Regions from separate parts of the Zea mays genome. Here region 1 is linked to region 2. A link is a contact called in public Hi-C data. All regions are on one chromosome and are shown on one strand. Each heading gives the region's core, a stretch centred on a gene start, on an enhancer-like site or on the middle of the called end of the contact. The rest is flanking DNA. Distances are from core to core; before and after follow the strand shown.

What was found. Hi-C and Micro-C count contacts between places; a contact is called where the count stands out from the background.
Region 1: a contact with region 2 is called in a Hi-C map of endosperm, with 7 times the contacts expected there. The contact joins the promoter of LOC107546758 here to the promoter of LOC100278420 in region 2. A contact is called at or near these places in 4 of 25 Hi-C or Micro-C datasets (bundle sheath, ear, endosperm and 1 more).

Annotation. Positions count from the first base shown.
Region 1 is chr2:182,099,049-182,102,950 of Zm-B73-REFERENCE-NAM-5.0, reverse strand. LOC107546758 (trehalose-6-phosphate phosphatase2) reads right to left here and starts at 1,973. Exons shown (of 6, transcript NM_001322791.1): 1 at 1,465-1,973; 2 at 1,270-1,341; 3 at 1,074-1,178; 4 at 830-991; 5 at 301-618; 6 at 1-90. The coding sequence starts at 1,896. The coding sequence ends at 25.
Region 2 is chr2:181,734,731-181,738,458 of Zm-B73-REFERENCE-NAM-5.0, reverse strand. LOC100278420 reads right to left here and starts at 1,801. Exons shown (of 3, transcript NM_001374046.1): 1 at 1,575-1,801; 2 at 1-864. The coding sequence starts at 844.

The DNA.
Region 1 (3,902 bases), core at 724-3,223, 360 kb before region 2:
GCTTGGTCCGTTGCGTCGATCGTCTCATTGCGTCCGACTCAGCCTGGAGAGGCGCTTCCACTCGACGAGCCGCAGCAAGAACTCCATCACCTGCGCGTCCACGAGCAAAAAAAAAAAAAAAAAAAAAAAAAAAAAAAAAAAAAAAAAAAAAAAAAAAAATCAGCGACGGCGGCGGAGTAGCAGGCGCATTAATTGGCGGCTGCACAGGACGACCGAAAGGGACAGTAGTGGTGGAGGAGGACGCGAGATGTGGACGTAGACACGGGCGGGGTCGGAACAGATAGATAGATAGAGATGCACCTCGGCGGGCTCCTGGAGCGAGTAGGAGGCGCTGGTCTCCTTGGGGTGCTTGGACACCAGGATGCCGACGCCTTGGCCCTGGCCCCGGCGCCGCAGCGCCCTGAAGGCGTCCTCGTCGGTGCGGTCGTCGCCGATGTACACGGGCAGGACGTTGGTGCAGCCCGCGAAGCCGAGCGACTCGAGCAGGAACTCGAGCGCCTTGCCCTTGTCCCACTTGATGGTGGGCCGCACCTCCAGCACCATCCGCCCCTGCGTCAGCCGCAGCCTGGGGTACTCCCGCAGAACGCCCTTCACCGACTCCCACAGCTCGCCCCACATCTGAACACCATCGATCGAATCGACCATAGATCATCATGTCAGTTAGGACGATGCGTCTCGTAGCTTATTTATTAGGTCTAGTGTTTGCCAATGGAGGGCGTATAGCAGCAATACGCACAAGTGGAGGGGGGCACGGGGGCGAGAGCAGCCAGCCAGATAAAGCTGAAAACGACGGCTGTTTTGGCTAATTATTGCGGGCGGGCGGGCGAACCTTTTCGTCGACGCATCTGAAGTGGACGGAGACGCAGAACCTGTTGTTCTCCACCTTGGCCCCGGGTATGCTGCGCGTCGTCTCTACCAGGCGCTCGTGCACAGCCTCTATCATGGGCAGGAACTCGCTCGCCGTTGCCGGTTGGAACAGGACTCCTTTTGCCTGTTAATTTGGTTCGATTCGGTTGTATAAAAGTTAATAAAGTTACAACAATGGATGAATAAGCTAGGCGATGATGTGTCACCTTGGCCTTCTCGTGCCGGGAAGAAGAGGCCTTGGCCGGACCCTTGATGTCCATGCCGTGGCTGCCGGCGTAGTAGAGCTCCGCCAGCTTCACGAACCCGAACACCTGCATGCATGCGTCGGAAGACCCCTCTCGGTTAGTTAGTTGCTGTTGTCAGTTAGTATATATGATGCAGTGAGGTGGGTGGGGTGGGTACCTTGTCGCGGCACCGGCCGCTCACGATCGCCGTCGGGAAATGCTTGGCGACGCTACGCACGGCCATCCGCATCTGCTTGGCCAAAACCAACAAGCTCTCGTGAGCATGAGCAAGTGAGCAGCATCGACCGACCACCGAACAGCAGGTACGCAACTAACTTACTAACGCGCTAGCTAGCTGGTTCGGCCTGCTCACCGTCTCGCTCATGAAGGCGGCGTCGGGGTCGTCCACGATGGGCGACAGCGTGCCGTCGTAGTCCAGGAACATGACGATGCGCCTGCCCTCGGACGCCGCCACGATCCTCTCGAACTTGCCCAGCGCCGACGGGTGCCGCGCCATCCAGGCGGCGCGCTCCTCCTCCTCGTCGGCGCCGGCGCCGGCGAGCGCGGCTGCGGCCCTGGCGTGCGTGGGCGACGACGCCCGCATGGACTCCACGCCCCAGCAGGCGCCGCCGCCCACCTCCGCCTGCAAGCACTTGCGGCGCACGGCGGCGGCTGCGATCCCGCTGGCGCCGCGCGGCGGCGGGTACGGGAACAGCGTCGTCCCCGGGCAGGGGCACGAGCACGACGCCTGCGCTGGGACGCCGGAAGCCTCCGCCACCGCCACGCTCGGCTTCGCCATCGGCATCCGATCGGTCGGTCGACGGCGATCAGAGGCTGGCTGCAGATTGGAAAGGAATGATTGGTGTTGTCGTCGTGGATGCGTTGAGGAGACTAGGCGGGAGGATCGCAGCTCGCTTTTTTTTATAGATGCGGCCTGCGGGAGGGGAGGCGACGGGGTGACGCGGATCCGGCGTGGGCCACTGCGGGCGGCCTTGGCCGAGTCCGGCCCAGCTCGGCGCCAGGTGCACGTGCCGGGCCCGCCGCGGCGCATACGTGTAGGCCTCAAGCGCGTGACGTCCTTTGGCGTTTCCTTCGTTCCACGACAAGGCTCTCGTTATTACGCTAGCTGTTTGCTATTGCGCAGGCCGAGCTTTACAGCTCCGTTTTCTTTTTGTCTTGGTGGGCTGAAGCACGTGCCTTTCTTATTCGTTTTCTGCTCCAGGTTTGGTTTCGAATCGCAGTTTCCTGACCTGGATATATAAAATATCCATGAAAATTATTTGGTTTGTAAACTTTGGTTTAAAACAAGTAAACACCACGGCGGCGGTTTCAGGTTCCAAGGTTCATTCCTTACTCGATCCTTTTGATACCAAATTAGCATCCATCTAGAAAATGCGGATTGGACTCCAAAAGCTCAATTGGACCTTTGTTGATGACTAGCAGAGATGGAGCCCTAAAAAATTTTCAGGAGTGGTCGTACTAAACCGCTACCACCACACAATCTTACTAAACCACCTATGATAAACAAATATAATAGTTTAAAGTAGCCGTATATTAAAACATCGATGGACAATAAAAATCATAAAATACATACAGAGAAATATAGGATGCCATTTTTAAGAGGGCTTTATGGAGCTCTATGAGCAATAGGGGCTAGGGGGGCTTCAGTCTCACCCGCCCTGCAACTGCCACCGTCCCTAATGATTATATTTAGACTTGGATAGTTGAAATCCAGCTGTAAATAGGGACATGCTTTTACCGACTTTGTACAATTAATCTTCACAACACCTAGGGACATGGTTTTACCGACTTTGGAGGTGAATTTTGAAGCTTGCAAATGATATTTGTCGGCGTTTTGACCCCGGGGTCCCTGGACCGACGAGTAAATTGTCGCCGCGTGCCCCAGCCCAGATGGGTCGGCGCGAGACGAAGCGCGAAGGGGGGAAAAAAGCCGGAGGGAGGCAGGCGTAAAAGGGGAAACCCGCGGCCTTCGTGTTTGTCCCGCGCCCAGGTCGGGTGCGCTTGCAGTAGGGGGTTACAAGCGTCCGCGTGGGAGGGAGCGAGAGGCTTACGCGCGCGCCGTCCCGTCCTTCCCCGCGCGGTCAACCCTCTGTAAGAGGGCCCTGGACCTTCCTTTTATAGGCGTAAGAAGAGTGTCCAGGTGTACAATGGGGGATGTAGCAGTGTGCTAACGTGTCTAACAGAGAGGAGCTAGTGCCCTAAGTACATGCCGTCGTGGCAGCCGGAGAGGTTTTGGCACCCTGTTCGTGTGGTGTCGTGGCCGTCGGAGGAGCGCTGGAGCCTGGCGGAAGGACAGCTGTCGGGGCTGTCGAGTCCTTGCTGACGTCTTCTTGCTTCCGTAAGGGGGCTGAGTGTCGCCGTCGTCATGGAGCATGCGGGGCACCATCATTATTTGTTTTACCGGGGCGAGCCAGATGGGACGCCGGTCTTGTTCCCCGTAGCCAGAGCTAGCTAGGGGTAGGGTAATGATGGCTCCCCCTGTGGCGTGGTCGGTCCAAGCCCTAGGTTGGGCGAGGCGGAGGCTCCTCCGAGGTTGAGGTTGAGTCTGTCTTCCAAGGTCGAGGTCGAGTCCGAGCCCTGGGTCAGGCGAGACAGAGACCGTCGGCTGAGGCCGAGGCCGGGTCTGAGCCCTGGGGTCGGGTGAGGCGGAGTTCGTCGTCTTCCGGGGCCGAGCCCGAGTCTGAGCCCTGGGATCGGGCGAGGCGGAGTTCGTCGTCTTCCGGGGCTGAGCCCGAGTCCGAGCCCTGGGATCGAGCGAGGCGGAGTTCGTCGTCTTCCGGGGCTGAGCCC
Region 2 (3,728 bases), core at 552-3,051:
CACTGTAGCTGCACTCCATAGTGTCATGTGCAGGATCCAGCTCTTTGTCCGCACAAAGAGCAGACAGCCCATAATCATCCTTGTTTTCAGGGACCTTCACTTCACCCCCATGAACCCGGACTGTCTGAGTGGGCCTTGGCAGATCATTGTCGACAATGTTTTCCATTGCTCTTTCAGCGACAAGGGAAGCCAAACCATCGGCATCAGCTAGTTGCCACCATGGCTGAGATTTTCTGGTTTCTTTCCAGGGGGCATGCATTTCGCAGTATTCCTTTTGTGGCTTAGGGAAGAGAGGATCGAAAGCTTTGAAATCTGTAAACTTGTTATCCTCGGAAACACATCTGTTGGCACTACCTTTGCAGTCGAGGCTCACTGGGGTATAGCAAGCGAGATTCTTCAACTCTTCCAAACCCGTTCCAGATGTTTGCTTCATGACAGCCGCGGAAATGGTCCATGGAGGCTCAAAAGGATCTGCGGCCTTGTTTGCTTGGACATCCTCAAGTTTAGGTACTGGCGCTAGACCCTCCGTTTTCTTCTCAGCGGCTTCCGCACCTACATAGTTGAGGCGCTCCCTAGCTAAGGCTGCCTGGCACCCAAAGTTGGGCTGCAACTGGAGCCACCACTGGGTCTCCATGGGCAGGCTGGAGTTCATCAGGTTCCAGTTGATGGGCACAAATGTAGGGACATGGAGATCTTGCGGGCTCAGAGGATTTCCATCGCTCGTGTCGTGCGGTTGTAGGGGCGGCGAGCAGCAGACCAGATGGGGAGCTCGCTTGGCGTCCTCCTGGACCATGCAGCGGTTGGCGGCGCGCTGCCAGGCAGCCCTCGCTTCGGCGGCCGCCATCACTCTCACATGCTACCAACCTGTGCGCCACAAAAAAAAATTGTTCGGCATCGGATTAGCACGCGCTTACTTGTTCCACCAGGAGAACAGGGGCAAACAAAGAATTGACAAGATGCATATATAACAAAATGAAATGCTGAAAGTACTGTTGGCTGGAGCTATCACTATATCAGTCAATGATTGCTTAGCATTGAAGGAGTATAGATGGTACCAGGAGGTTAGATACCCAACACTACAGTCGATATGTAGACCACAAGTGTCTTGTCTAAATATATATAAGATGCTGAGACATGTAGGCAAGGCAACGTTGAAGTACACGGTAGACCAAGAAGCAATCAAGCAATGGCCGGTTCCAGAGTGGGAAACTTCCTGAGCAATCGGAACGGGGAACTCAAAAGACATGGATAACCAATTTCAGGATGGGAACTTCCAGAAAAAAAAACAGCGATTCCTCGACGGGGTCCTCGATCTGAGGGCAGCAAGCGAGGGATTTGCCCCCCCCCCCCCCCCCCCCCCCCCCCCCCCAATCGGACACTATACTGATTCCAGTCGAGTTCATTTTCAGTCCCGTCACGTGAGGGTTTCACTGGACGCACAGGAGTCAAGATGAGCATCTGCAGACCAGATCGTGGCGACGGGCGCGGCACCGAGGGCGAGGTGGTACTATCAACATCGCACGAAAGAAGAAAGAGAGAAAGCAATCAGACGAAGGCGAGTCGCCCTCCCTCACCTGGAAACCGCCCGAAGGCAAGGAAGCCTACTGGGCGGAGAAGAGATCCCGGACACGTGAGGCTTGTGCCGCTCCGCGCTGGTTGTTGCCCTCGATCCTCCGGATCATGAGCGCTGACTGAATCTAGCCCGTATCCCGCACCGCAGCGAGGGAGGAGACGAGACGTGGAGGGGACGGGAAAGAAGAGTACAGAGGAGGAGGGAGAGGATCTTTCTCCTCCCCGTTGCTCTTCCGGATAACGACGTGGGAGTGGAAGCAGAGGGCGGACAGGGGGTTGAAGTGGCGCTACAAGAAACCGCCAAGTAATAAAAAAATAAAAAATAAACTACTCTCATCTATGATGTTTATTTTTAGTTCAATTTATCCCATCATCTATTTGAGTTAGTTTAAGCTATATCTTAATAAATTTTTTATTTTTTATGTACAAATTTAGTCTTCAATTCAAACAAAAAATACGTTATGTTATAACTATGTCCAAAAATATAAATATTGAAAACTCAGTTTATACATAAATAAATAAAAAATACAAATTTTATAAAGAAGTATATTGAACCAACTCAAATACAACATCGTTTATAGATAATAATAAGGGCAATTTAGATATTTTTCCTACATAAAATGGTACTCCTCCTTGCAATGGATCGCAATGCTTTTCCTCCGATAAGTAATTGGATTAGCTTAAGATCTTCTGTTGGTCCTTGTTTTCATATGCTATACATAAAAAACAAAGCAACATAATTATTAATGATTAGAGACATTCGTCTTTCGAAGCATTATCTCTCCTATCATATAATGATTTTCAGACGAAGGTTATGAAAGGCATACCTTCATGATTTTAGTGAACAGAATATAAATAGAGACATATGAAACACAAAGGAATATAAACAATCATTACAAATCATTAGATTATTTATACTCCCATTTTATAGACATGGATAAACATTAATGACATTTTTATTATATTTGTACCTTCGGCTTGACAGAAGATGGAAAAGCGAGAGTGACGCGAGAATGATTACAATTCAGCGTGAACAGTATGGTGTTACTGTTCATATATTTATAGGCACATGAGGCAGCCTGGACAAAATTACATTCGTGTCCCTGACATTTACTGTTGACCATAAAGCAAACTATCAAGGACTAGGTGGTCTTTTCTCTTTTAAGTCGGTTCCATCCTTCACCATCATTATCATGCTAAGCCGAAGGTCCTTCAGGCACAGCTTCGGCGCCCGTTCACCCTTCCTTCATACCGCACCTTCATATTACGCACACCTTCATCTCAAGGCCGAAAACCTCCTGTAACAGTCTTATACTGAGAAACATGTTAGTTAAGTTTTTGAGGACCTTCGGAAGAGGAAGGCCCCCAACAGTAGCCCCTCGTAGTATTAATTTGTTTTTGTATTTAACAAATTCAGACTGCGACGTGAACGAAGGCCTTTAGCCGAAGGTCCGAAAAAACATCTTCCCTTCGCTAGAATAGCGAAAGTCAATGACATGTAGGGCCTGTGCAATGCGCTGGGCATATAAATAGGAACCTGCAGTGATAGCATTTGATGCGCCATCTCAATCGCTTGTGTTATTTTTCAAGGTTGAATTCTCTTGTTCTGTCATATTTTGCTCGATTTGTGAGTTTCGGCATTTGCACAAGTGCTCACCAAATGGCTGAAGAGAAGAAAGTTGTTGATCCTGCTCTAGCTGGTTTTTACGAGGCTATGGAGAAGACAAACACATAGAAGATTACAAATGAAATGCTAGCTGATTTGTCTACAGATTCTGGTGATAGCGAAAACTTTAATGTGGAAAGTGGGAACGAAGATGTCGAAGATCGACCCTGGCGGCCGAGCCACACTATCTTCGGAAAGTCATCCATCAAACAGAGCCAGATTGATGCTATGAAAGGAAGATATTTTCGTGATATGTCCATTGTGAGAGTTGGAGGGGACAGCGTCGCCCCTGCACCTGAGGTGGACGAAGTTGTTGTTTACAGGAGTTTCATGAAGGTAGTGCTTCAGTTTCCATTGAGTAAATTTCTAGTTGAAGACCTTTGAGATCTTTCTTCATCAGATTACCCCCGAAGCTATAATCAGGATGAAGATTTTTATTTGGACGTGAGGAGCCAAGGACTAGAGCTAAGTGCAAAATGCTTCTGCAACA